2 separate regions of the Triticum aestivum genome follow, and region 2 is linked to region 1. Evidence: chromatin contacts called from public Hi-C data. All regions are on one chromosome and are shown on one strand. The core of a region is the stretch at or near the end of the contact, and the rest is flanking DNA. Distances in the headings are between cores, read along the strand shown. Region 1 holds the start of LOC123181381 (vacuolar protein 8). Region 2 holds the start of LOC123181383 (2-oxoglutarate-Fe(II) type oxidoreductase hxnY).

What was found. A called contact is a pair of places that touch in the nucleus more often than the background predicts.
Region 2: a Hi-C map of leaf shows a contact between it and region 1, with 3 times the contacts expected there. The contact joins the promoter of LOC123181383 here to the promoter of LOC123181381 in region 1. A contact is called at or near these places in 2 of 5 Hi-C or Micro-C datasets (both in leaf).

Annotation. Positions count from the first base shown.
Region 1 is chr1D:262,877,678-262,883,664 of IWGSC CS RefSeq v2.1, reverse strand. It overlaps LOC123181381 (vacuolar protein 8), which reads right to left and starts at 4,475. Exons shown (of 3, transcript XM_044593636.1): 1 at 4,228-4,475; 2 at 3,919-4,041; 3 at 95-2,069. The coding sequence starts at 4,456. The coding sequence ends at 349.
Region 2 is chr1D:263,113,777-263,119,332 of IWGSC CS RefSeq v2.1, reverse strand. It overlaps LOC123181383 (2-oxoglutarate-Fe(II) type oxidoreductase hxnY), which reads right to left and starts at 1,960. Exons shown (of 11, transcript XM_044593638.1): 1 at 1,791-1,960; 2 at 1,518-1,713; 3 at 963-1,043; 4 at 750-801; 5 at 469-590. The coding sequence starts at 1,871.

The DNA.
Region 1 (5,987 bases), core at 3,226-5,725:
AAAACCAGATTGCTGCCCCAGATTTTTGCTAATATGCAGAGCCAAGCAGAGATCAGAATTGGCCCTAAATTCAAAACTCAGCAGACAATACAAATCGGCAAATGTTCTTCACTGAACACTCTTTTATTGGCATTCTTCAGCCTAAGTTAAAGAACTAATGCATCGACTGCCTGACATAGGTGACATGCACATTAACCAGCGATACTACAACGCGAGGTATGTTAAAAGGTTCAAATCGGCAACAACAGTACCACTCTCTGCAGTCTGCACTGCCTTCATAGAGGCTATGAACACAGGACGGCGGCTCTTTTTACAGGTTCACGGCAAAACAGAACGCTTCTCCTTGCTTTACTTCCTAGTGAACAGGGTGCGCAGCTTGCCACGCTCCAGCTTCTCGAGCAGCTTCTTGGCGCCGGCGACGTCCATCTCGGAGAGCTTCTTCAGGTACCCGATGGCGCCCTGCGCGATCATCAGCTTCTTGCACCGCTTGCTCGCCGACAGCGCCAGGAGGCAGGAGATGGCGTACTTCTTGGCCGTGTTCCCCGGGCTCGGGTCCAGCAGCTGCACCAGGTTCGGCACGCTCTTCTCGTCCTTCTTCACGTCCCTCGCGTTCGCCGGGCAGCTCATCAGGGTCGCCGTCGCCTGCGCCGCCACCTCCCGCGCGCCGCTCGACTTGGCCTCCAGCAGCCGCACCAGCAGCGGCATGCACCCGTGGTCGCCCACCAGCCGCTTCATCTCCGGGGAGCTGGAGATCCTGCAGATGGCAGCCGCGGCCGCCTGCTGCGCGCCCACGGAGCCGTCGCGGAGCACGTGCGCGAGCCGCGGGAGCACGCCGAGCGACACGAGGTTGTCCGGCGAGACGGCAGAGACGAGGTTGCGGAGCGCGCCCACGGCGGACTCCTGCGGCAGCGGGCCGTCGAGGTAGGCGAGCAGGCTGGGCAGCGCGCCCTCGGACACCACGGCGCGCCGCAGGTTGTCGTTGCTGGACGTGAAGTTCTGCAGGCACTCCGCCGCGTACTCCTTGGAGCCCAGCACGACGCCGCGGTCGAGCAGGCTGATCATCACGCGCACGATGCCTTCCTCGGCCAGCGCTTGCCGGACCTCCGGCACCGCGGAGAGGTTCTTGAGCGCGCCCGCCGCCGCGGATTGCGAGATGGAGTCCCCGGTCTGGCAGATTTCGATGAGTGGACGGACGCCGCTGTGGCCGACGATTGCGCGGGCAATCTCGGGTGACATGGACAGACGCTGCAGCGTGATGACGGCCTTCTCCCGGCCAACAAGGCTGCCGGACTCCGCCAGCCGGATGAGCGGCGGCAGCGCGCCTTCCGACACCAGCAAGCCCTCGCAGCTGCCGGACTCGGCAAGCAAGCAGAGCACGGTGGCCGCCTTCTCCCTGATCTTGGGCGCCGTCGCCGTCAGCAACTGCACCAGCGCGGCCACGTTGCCACGGCCGAGCGCCGACAGCACGCTCTTCTCGTCCTCGCGCAGCGCGTCAAGGAGGCCCTCCACAGCCCGGTGCTTCGCCTCGGCGTGCCCGATTTGCAGCCTAGCGAGCAGCTCCCGCACGTCCGTCTGCGAGGCCGCCGCCGCCGCCGCCTCAGCCGGAGGAGACGGAACCGTCGCATCTGACAGCACACCGGTCTTGACAAGCAGCTCGCAGTCCCGGAGGTTGAGGTCCAGCTTCCCGGCGAGAGCGTCGAGGTCGCTCTGCATCTGCAGCTTGCCAGCCTTGGGCGGCTCGCGGCAGAGCACGCCGAGCTCGGCTGCCTCGGCGAGGGTGGCAGCAACGGACTGCAGCAGCTCCCGGCAGAGCGCGTTCTTGGAGAAGCAGGGGTGGCTGGACAGGTCGGACAGGCACGGCGGCACCCTCTCCAGCCTGGCCGCGATGGCCTTCCACCGCGCGCCAAACCCTGTCGCCGCGCGCGCCGCGTCCAGCGCCGCCGGCACCAGGCCCCGCGCCCGCTCGAGCAGGTCCTCCGCCGTCCCGGTCGGCGCGTCCCCGGCCGCGGCCGGACAGCTGTGCAAGCTCATTTCCTGGTCGCACCAGTTACAACACCGCGCCTTGTGATCTGCAGGCATCCACTAGGTTAGCAACGCTCCCACCTCAGTCAGTAAAGGAAGGAAGAAGCGGACAAATCCTGGAAAAAGAAAACAGCGAAGAAGAAGCTAGAAGGAGACAGAGGAAGGAATCCTGCGCTATTTTAAACGAACCGAAATCCGTCGTGGAAAGCTACGGCTAACCTCATCTAGCAATCTAGCATGCTCTCCTCCGGCCTTTCCATTGCTTTGGGTGGACGAAATGCGAAATCGGGCGGATTAAATGCTGCGGGCGGCGACACACAAGATCATGAGCTGGTGCGATGGCCCTATCAAAATTCCCAAGCTTTCTGCCTGCTTTGCACTGTTCGGTAATAACAGAATAAATTCAGGCTAGAAGCATTCTGAGTTTTGACCCGCGGAATGAGGGCTAGGTAGGTGACGAGTGAATGAGAACAAACAAATAAATAAATTCAGCAACGGGATAGATGGCCAAGTGATGTGAGCAGAACGGAACGGGATACGTAGTACTCCTGTAGCATTTGGCTCTGCATGTTACTTCCAAGCATCAAACAGACTGGCGCGAGCATTTTCTTCTAACCAATATTTTTCGACGTTTGCTTCGGCATTAGAGGGGCTGACTTAAGCGGAGGGCGGCGGCGGGTGCCGTCTCAGGAAAGTTCGTGATCTTAAGCTTGGAGTGCTTAGGACAAAAGGAGCATGATTTGGGCACTCATAATTTTCACACTAGGCCAGAGTACTTTCTTGTATTGTAATCCAAAGATCTGGCGCTTTCGTAACACAAAAGAATCATGGGGAAATAATTGCTTGGGGCGACGTATCGTAGACGAGCCGATAAGCCCTCCAAAAAAGCTGCACGCCATGTGAAAAAGAAAAAAGAAAAAAAAAACTCTCACCACAATTCTTTTATGTACAAATTTTATCACGAGCTTCTAGAGTAGCCACGCATGTACGGAAAGAGATCCCACAGACTTTAACCTGACCCAAGATTAACACTAGCTAACTAGAGTACCAGTTTAAAAAAGGAAGTGGGCCCACTTGTCATCGGCACATGGAGCGACGCACCGCGCACGCGATCTGCGTAACACGACGTCTTTTTCTCCGTGGCAACAACTTTCCATAGCGGTGTGTGCCGTACGGCCAAGGTGGGGCCGGCGTGTCAGTGAGTGAGCGCGTGGGTGGCGGGGCACCACATCATGAGCCGGATCGGCAGCGTCGCGGGGAACCCAAACGGGGCCGACCGAGCCCAGAGCACACGACCTCGGGCTCCCGGATCCGAACGCACGGGCTGCTTGGGGTGTGGGCCCGAGGGAGCCTTTCGCTTTGCTTTCAGAGAGGCCACGCAAAGCCGAGCCCCCGCCTGTTCGGTGGCCCCACGCGTCATCGGGAGCGGGCGGCCCGGTGAATACAGCTGTCGTACCGGGGTGCCAGCGACGTGCGAGCGCCGGCGTGGGCAGCGTCGGCGGCGGCACGGATGAGGACGGAATTTATTGTGGTCTGGCCCCGTACTTTTGCTAAAATCATATAAATGCCCCTCCATAGATTTCGAAAATAAGTACGGAGTATCTCGCAAACTTAGAAACCCACCTGTAAATTTTCGAAAACAATTCGCACCCAAATCTCTCTCGTTCCTTTCTCGAACTCATGATCGCAAACACTTGCAGGGATATTCTGAAATCTAGAAGGTGGACGGACACAGGGAGAAAAGCCCCGGTGATGCTTAGCTTGGCTTGCAAGCCTACCAAGGGAGCACGGGAAAGTTGGCCGCGAGGAAGCAAAGGCGAAAGGCAACGGGACGCGTATCCACTCCAGAGACCACGTGCAGAAAAAATCAAGGCGAAATGAAGCAAGCTGGTTTACCTCGCCCTGCGATCCGCTCGCCTCCGCTGGACGCGCCCCCGCTCGCCCCTGCTCCGGCCCTCCTCCCGGCGCCGGCCGCCAGCGAGAAGAAACCAACGAGTGCTAGTACCGCCGCCGCCGCTGCTGCTACGATGGATATGCCAATCATCAATTAATCAGTTGCCCATCATACGGATGGATGAAGATGAATCATCACCCGCGTCCTCGGCGAGGAGGAGGGAGTGCGGGCGTGGGAGTGAGAGGAGAGGCGAGAAGAGCAGGGCAGGAGCAAGCAGAGAAGATTGGGGAATGATTAACAAAAACACTCACCACGGCCGGGCTGCACTTGTAGCGAGCGAGCCGCGTCCGACAGGTCCCTCTGGCGTCGCGCCGCGCAGTTTCGAGCGAGTCGTTGGGGAGACGGCCTTCGGAATTTATTTCTCTCCGGGCGGGCGCTGCTCTGCTTGGCTGCTAGCAGATGTGTGTGGGGAGCGGAGGACGAGGGGGTGTTTTGAATTGGGGCGAGGCGGGGCCGTCGGATCGTGGAGGGGGTGCACATGGGACGGATGGTGGGGGTCGGGGGGATCCGACCGTTTGAGCGCTGCGGGTTTTGAATCGGTGAGTGGCTGCTGCTGCCGCTCGCTCGGCGTCCTTTTACGGCTTTTGGCTGACATCCGCTGCAGCTGGAGGCAGTGGGAGGGTTTTTGAATTGAATCCAGGTCGCTGCCGTTTCGACTGTTTCTACCCACGAGTGCTTCTCGATCTAGTTGTGTGTTGACACGAACTCATCTGACGATGCCGTTTGAATAAGCTTGACATCTTGTGGCTGAGGGTATTTTTGGATTCTACCCGCAAATAAACCAAAGTTTTCTGATCTGAGAAAGTCAGTAAAACTAAGTGATATATAAGTTCTAAAATCACCTTTTAATCGTACGATCACTGTATGTGATGGTTTCATCTTGTGTCGCTGTTTGGAACAGAGCCCGTCGCACTGCATGTGCGCGCCTCCTTCCAGATAAAAAAGTGGCTTTCAGCTCATCGCAAAGCTAATTTTAACCACCAGATTTTTCCAATCGCACAACACAAGGCAGGATTAGGTGTCAGTGTCCCATCCAGTATACCACGTACACGTACAGGTACTTCACGGGTTGGGAATAGGGTACTTTGCATACGAACGCCATGCTATGTCACTGTCTTGTTTGGCGGGATCCGCCCGTCCATCTAATCCGTGTCCGGTTGCCGTGCGCCACCACTTATTTTGTGGTGCGTGCCCATCGGCTGGCGTTGCAAGCCTGTATTTATGACTCGTGATGAGCTTACCAATCACCGTTCCCTAGTCACATGAGCATTTTCAGCTCGCCTCCTCCTCCTTTTGCAGAATCAAACTAGGGAGAGAGTAAGAGCAACTCCAACAGGGCGACCCAAACGGACCCACGCATTGTCCGTTTTTTGTCTGTTTGGATCGGCCAGGCGGATCTACGTGTCCGCATTTTAAAGTGGGTCGGCTTACCACCCAACGGTGAGGCCGACCCAAATGTGCCGCCGTGGAAAAAATGCACGAAATAAACATAAATAAACATAATTAAACATAAAGTGGCCGGTCAAATGCCGGCCAAAGTCCACCTAAATCTAACAAACATTAAATAGAACATTAAAAAAAGTTTGCGACCGCCTGCTGCCGCCCCGCACGCTGCTCTAGACGTCGTCGGCCTTGCTCTTGCCCTTGTCGTCGACGCCCCGCCGTCGGTGAGGTCGATGAAGACCGGAGCAGGGCCAACCCACCTGAACGCCGCCTGGTACGCTGCCAGGGCAACCTCCTCCAGCGTCTGCTGGGGCGGCGGCATTGCGGCAAGCCACGCGCGCTCCTCCTCCTCCTCCTCGAGCCGGAGCGCCTCCGCGTCGCGTTGGAGCATGGCCTCGTAGCGCATCTGCTCCTCGCCGTCGGCCTGCTCCTGGCGGAGCCAGTGCTCCTTCCATCGCTCGAGGTGGGCCGCCTCCTCCTCCGGCGTCGCGCGAAGTGGATGGGAGGCGCGCTCACCCACTCGCGGTATTGGCCCGTCCACGAGTAGGCCTCCTCCGGCCAAGTGGGT
Region 2 (5,556 bases), core at 711-3,210, 240 kb before region 1:
GATTCTGTAGTATTATCAGACTTTGTCCTGATTGGCAGTGCAGCTTTAAGCAGCATAATGTATAGGACCTGCTGCTAAAAGAACATAGCTAGAGGTTGCAAGTATGCTTTCTACACTAAATCTGTTGAAATATCAATGATGTAAGGGATTTTAGTTATTAGGTAGTAATATGAGGGATGTGGATGTGACATGGACAATTGACTGGAGGCGAGAATGTAGTGACTGAAGGCGTGACACAGAGTGCACAGCCAAATTAGCCTATGTTTGAACAGTATGACTTTGATCCATGGCAAAGCACTGATAAGCTAGTGTGTGAAAGAAGCCACCCAAGCAACCATCATCAACCATGAAAATGAATAGGAGCAAACAAAAGGCAACATAAAGCATGTATCTGCCTCTCCACGGGATATAATTAGAATAGAACTTCTGATTCTTTCAAATGACACAAAGGAAAGACAATGATGTAACCTGGGTAGTGCAATAGCCGAATAACTTCTGAAGAGCAGTCGACTGCACCGATGTTCTGAAAGAATTCAGCTTCTAGGTCCAGACTCAGAGCAATTAGAGAGAGTATCCTTTTGCCAGCAGCCCTGGTTGGTAATCAGAAATACCATTGACTATAGTTATTCTAGATAGCTCAATAAAAGGAACATACAAATGCAACACTGGAAATCTGAAGAAATGGTCGTTCTGATACAATTGATCGATTTCATTTTGCTGAGACACACACACACACAAAAAAAACTCACAGTGCAGCTGCATGGTACAGCTTCATTGTATCCTTCCAAGATGGAAATCGCTCTGCAGTTAAATTAATCAGACAAGGTTTCATTTTGTCTGTTGAGAAGAAGCAAGGCATAAAAAGAAGACTCAAATAACACAATTGATGTCTATATACACTTATAAGGATGACAGGTAACAAACTTATCAGTTCTTAAGAGATGACAAAGCAGATTAAGCACCTTTAGGAGGCCATTGGTTAGGATCATTCGGCATATCTACATCCCCGACCGCCCCAATGTAGAAACTCTCCTTGAGGTCTCCTGCTCAATATCACAAAATTCACAATCAGGGATCACAATATATCACTAGAAACAGCAGAAATGCCGAAGGTCAAGTCTAGAAGGCGCGGTGGTTGCTTCAAGCTATAGGATGCGAGGAACTGAGGATAATATCAATGGGTTCTTCAACCCCTATTCTGCTCTGCTACATTTGTAACTAACTAACTCTCTCCCCACCAGGCCACCACAACATCTGAGCAGACAAAGTAACGGAAGCACGATGACAAATACTTATAAGCTTCTAGCTATCCTGGCTTCAAAAGAATCATGTGAATATTCTATTGTCTGGAGACAAAGTAATGACGTTCAGCTAGTTGTTCAGTTTTAAATGTCGTAAACAATGTTGCTCTCAGTAAACAATACTATCGGTAACCTGGCACGTCTCCTGAGCCATAATTTATACTACTTGGATTTAACACAGAGGTCGATTCAGGTAGATCAGGAACTGGATTTAACCCTGGAATTCCGACGACGCGTCGAGCTTCTCGGCGTAGGGCGCGGTGTAGCCCCGGTGAGCGCTGTTCCTCTGCAGCAGCATCTTCTCCTCCAGCGGCAGCTCGAAGAACTTCTTGCTCTCGGCGAACAACGCCTCCAGCAGGCCGTCCTGGATCCCGTGGTTGGTGACGTAGAAGAACCCGCTCTCCACGCATGCCTGTAAAACCAAACCAAATCGCTCATGGCGTGACGCTTCTTGGTGGCTCCACAAAATAGGGCAATCATGCGAGCAACCTTCCGGACGGCGTCCACGGCGGATTTGAGGTCGGGGGACGCGAGGTCAACCACGGGGAGGTCCAGGCTACCGCCGGCCATCGCCTGTTGCTCTGCTTCTGCTGACGCCTGCGCCTGACTATGTCTGAATCTTGGTCAGTCTATCTTTATGGATGGGCTTCGGCGGAAGGCTTGACTGGGCTAGAGCAGACCTGGACACATGGCCCCGCCCGGACCGGATGTAAAAGGGCCTGGCATGGCACGGCCCTTGCCGCAGGACGCGCCAATGTCTCGCTTATACGCTCGCGTCAGGCGCCTACATAAATAGACCGGCCAAGTGCGCAGGAGCCACAGGCGAAAAATGTTAAATTTGTATAGAGAAAATGTTTATCATGTATATAAAAATGTATACAATGTGTAGGAAAAGAGTTAATCATGTATTTTAAAAGATTAATCAAGCATTTAAAAAATATCTATTAAGTATTTGAAAATTTTAAATCAAGCATTCGAAAAACTTTAAACCTGTAAACAAAAATGTTTGTCATGTACTCCCTCCGTTCCTAAATATCTGTCTTTCTAGAGATTTCAAATGATCACCACATACGGATGTATATAGACATATTTTAGAGTGTAGATTCACTCAATTTGTTCCGTATGTAGTCACAATTTGAAACCTCTAGAAAGACAAATATTTAGAAACGGAGGGTTATATAAAAAATACTATGTGTATGAAAAATGTTGATCATATATTTAAAAATATTAAATATATATAATAAAATGCTCCAAGTGTACACAAAAAATATACATTGTGTTGAAAAAATGTTCATTTCCATTCAAAAAAAGTATGTCGTGTATTGAAAAATGTTTACCATACTAAAAATGCTAATCTTGTATTATTATTATTTTGCATGGTAATATATGTCTCATTTATATCATAATGATCATAGTACAAGCTACGTATATATCGACCTAGCAAAACTTAAAAAGTTGCGAAACGCTAGCCTTTGCACAAAGGAGCACCAGCCAAGAAGTAAAAATACAAACAAGACCGAAGAAATATCTAAGCTTGACACCAACACCCGTCACCTGCCTCTAGCACCACCACATGGCCACAAAAGGAAAAAATGATGGATCACCTCCACACCCGAGCTCGACGCGGCTCCATCGCTGATATGCAGCTTTGTGGGCCTCTAAGGTGCCTCGCCAAAGGCGAAACCATTACCGTTGAACGAATCAGACCAGGGCAACACCCCAGACACACCAGCGAACTCCAGATCTGGCACCCCCACACCATTAAGACATTGGAGGAGGAAATTATACCTACCATCCACGTACCACGAATCTGTTGGGGAACGTAGCATGCAATTTCAAAAATTCCTACGCTCATGTAAGATCTATCTAGGAGATGCATAGCAACGAGAGGGGAGAGTGTGTCCACGTACCCTCGTAGACCGAAAGCGGAAGCGTTTGACAACGCGGTTGATGTAGTCGAACTTCTTCTCGTTCCGACCGATCAAGCACCGAACGTATGGCACCTCCGAGTTCTGCACACGTTCAGCTCGATGACGTCCCTCGAACTCTTGATCCAGCAAAGTGTCGAGCAAGAGTTTCGTCAGCACGACGGCGTGGTGACGGTGATGGTGAAGTGATCCGCGCAGGGCTTCGCCTAAGCACTACGTGAATATGACCAAAGGCGTAAACTGTGGAGGGGGGCGCCGCACACGGCTAACAACTGTTGATGTGTGTTCTAGCGGTGCCCCCCCTCATATATATAGGTTGGAGGGGAGGAGAGGCAGCCAAGGGGGCGCCCCGAGTAGGAGGAATCCTACTTGGGCGCCTCCCTATTCGGCCTGCCCCCTTCCATATCCATCCGGAGGGGGAAGGAAGGAGGAGGGAGGAGAGAAGGAAGGGGGAGGCCGAATTGCTCCCCTTCCTTTCTCTCTTCCCCTCTTTCCTTCCCCCCTTATTTGGCTTACATGGGGCGCACCAGCCCCCTAGGGGCTGGTCTGTCCCCTTCTTGGCCCATTAGACCCATGTAGTTGCCGGGAGGATGCCCGGAACCCCTTCCGGTGACCCGATATGTACCCGGTACCCCCAGAACAGTTTCGGTGTCCGAATATCATTGTCCTATATATGAATCTTTACCTCTCGACCATTTCAAGACTCCCCGTCATGTCCGTGATCTCATCCGGGACTCCGAACAACATTCAGTCACCAAATCACATAACTCATATAATACAAAATCGTCATTGAACGTTAAGCGTGCGGACCCTACGGGTTCGATAACTATGTAGACATGACCAAGACACCTCTCTAGTCAATAACCAACAGCGGAACCTGGATGCTCATATTGGTTCCCACATATTCTATGAAGATCTTTATCGGTCGTACCGTAATGACAACATACGTTATTCCTTTTGTCATATGTATGTTACTTGCCCGAGATTCGATCGTCGGTATCTTCATACCTAGTTCAATCTCGTTACCCGCAAGTCTCTTTACTCGTTCCGTAATACATCATCCCGTAACTAACTCATTAGTCACATTGCTTGCAAGGCTTATTATGATGTGTATTACCGAGAGGGCCCAGAGATACCTCTCCGATACTCGGAGTGACAAATCTTAATCTCGATCTATGCCAACCCAACAAACACCTTCGGAGATACCTGTAGAGCATCTTTATAATCACCCGGTTACGTTGTGACGTTTGATAGCACACAAGACATTCCTCTGGTATCCAGGAGTTGCATAATCTCATAGTCGAAGGAATATGTATTTGACATGAAGAAAGCAATAGCAATAAACTGAACGATCATTATGCTAAGCTAACGGATGGGTCTTGTCCATCACATCATTCTCCTAATGATGTGATCCCATTCATCAAATGACAACATATGTCTATGGTTAGGAAACTACAAACTTTGATTAACGAGCTAGTCTAGTAGAGGCTTACTAGGGACACGGTGTTTTGTCTATGTATCCACACATGTATCAATTTTCCGGTTAATACAATTCTAGCATGAATAATAAACATTTATCATGATATAAGGAAATATAAAACAACAACTTTATTATTGCCTCTAGGGCATATTTCCTTCAGTCTCCCACCTGCACTAGAGTCAATAATCTAGTTCACATCGCCATGTGATTTAACACCAATAGTTCACATCTTTATGTGATTAACACCCATAGTTCACATCGCCATGTGACCAACACCCAAAGGGTTTATTAGAGTCAATAATCTAGTTCACATCGCTATGTGATTAACACCCAAAGAGCTCTAAGGTGTGGTCATGTTTTGCTTGTGAGAGAAGTTTAGTCAACGGGTCTGCCACATTCAGATCCGTATGTATTTTGCAAATTTCTCTGTCTACAATGCTCTGCATGGAGCTACTCTAGCTAATTGTTCCCACTTTCAATATTTGTCCAGATCAAGACTCAGAGTCATTCAGATCGGTGTCAAAGCTTGCATTGGCTCAGAGTCATTCAGAAACATTTCCTTAGTGCTCTTTAGGTATATAAGGATAATTTTGACCGCTGTCCAGTGATCTACTCCTGGATCACTATTGTATCCCCTTGCCAAACTCATGTCAAGGCACACAACAGGTCTGGTACACAGCATGGCATACTTTATAGAACCTATGACTGAGGCATAGGGAATGCCTTTCATTTTCTCTATATATTCTGCCGTGGTTGGGTTTTGAGTCTTACTCAACTTCACACCTTGTAATACAGGCAAGAACCCTTTCTTTGACTGATCCATTTTGAACTGCTTCAAAACTTTATC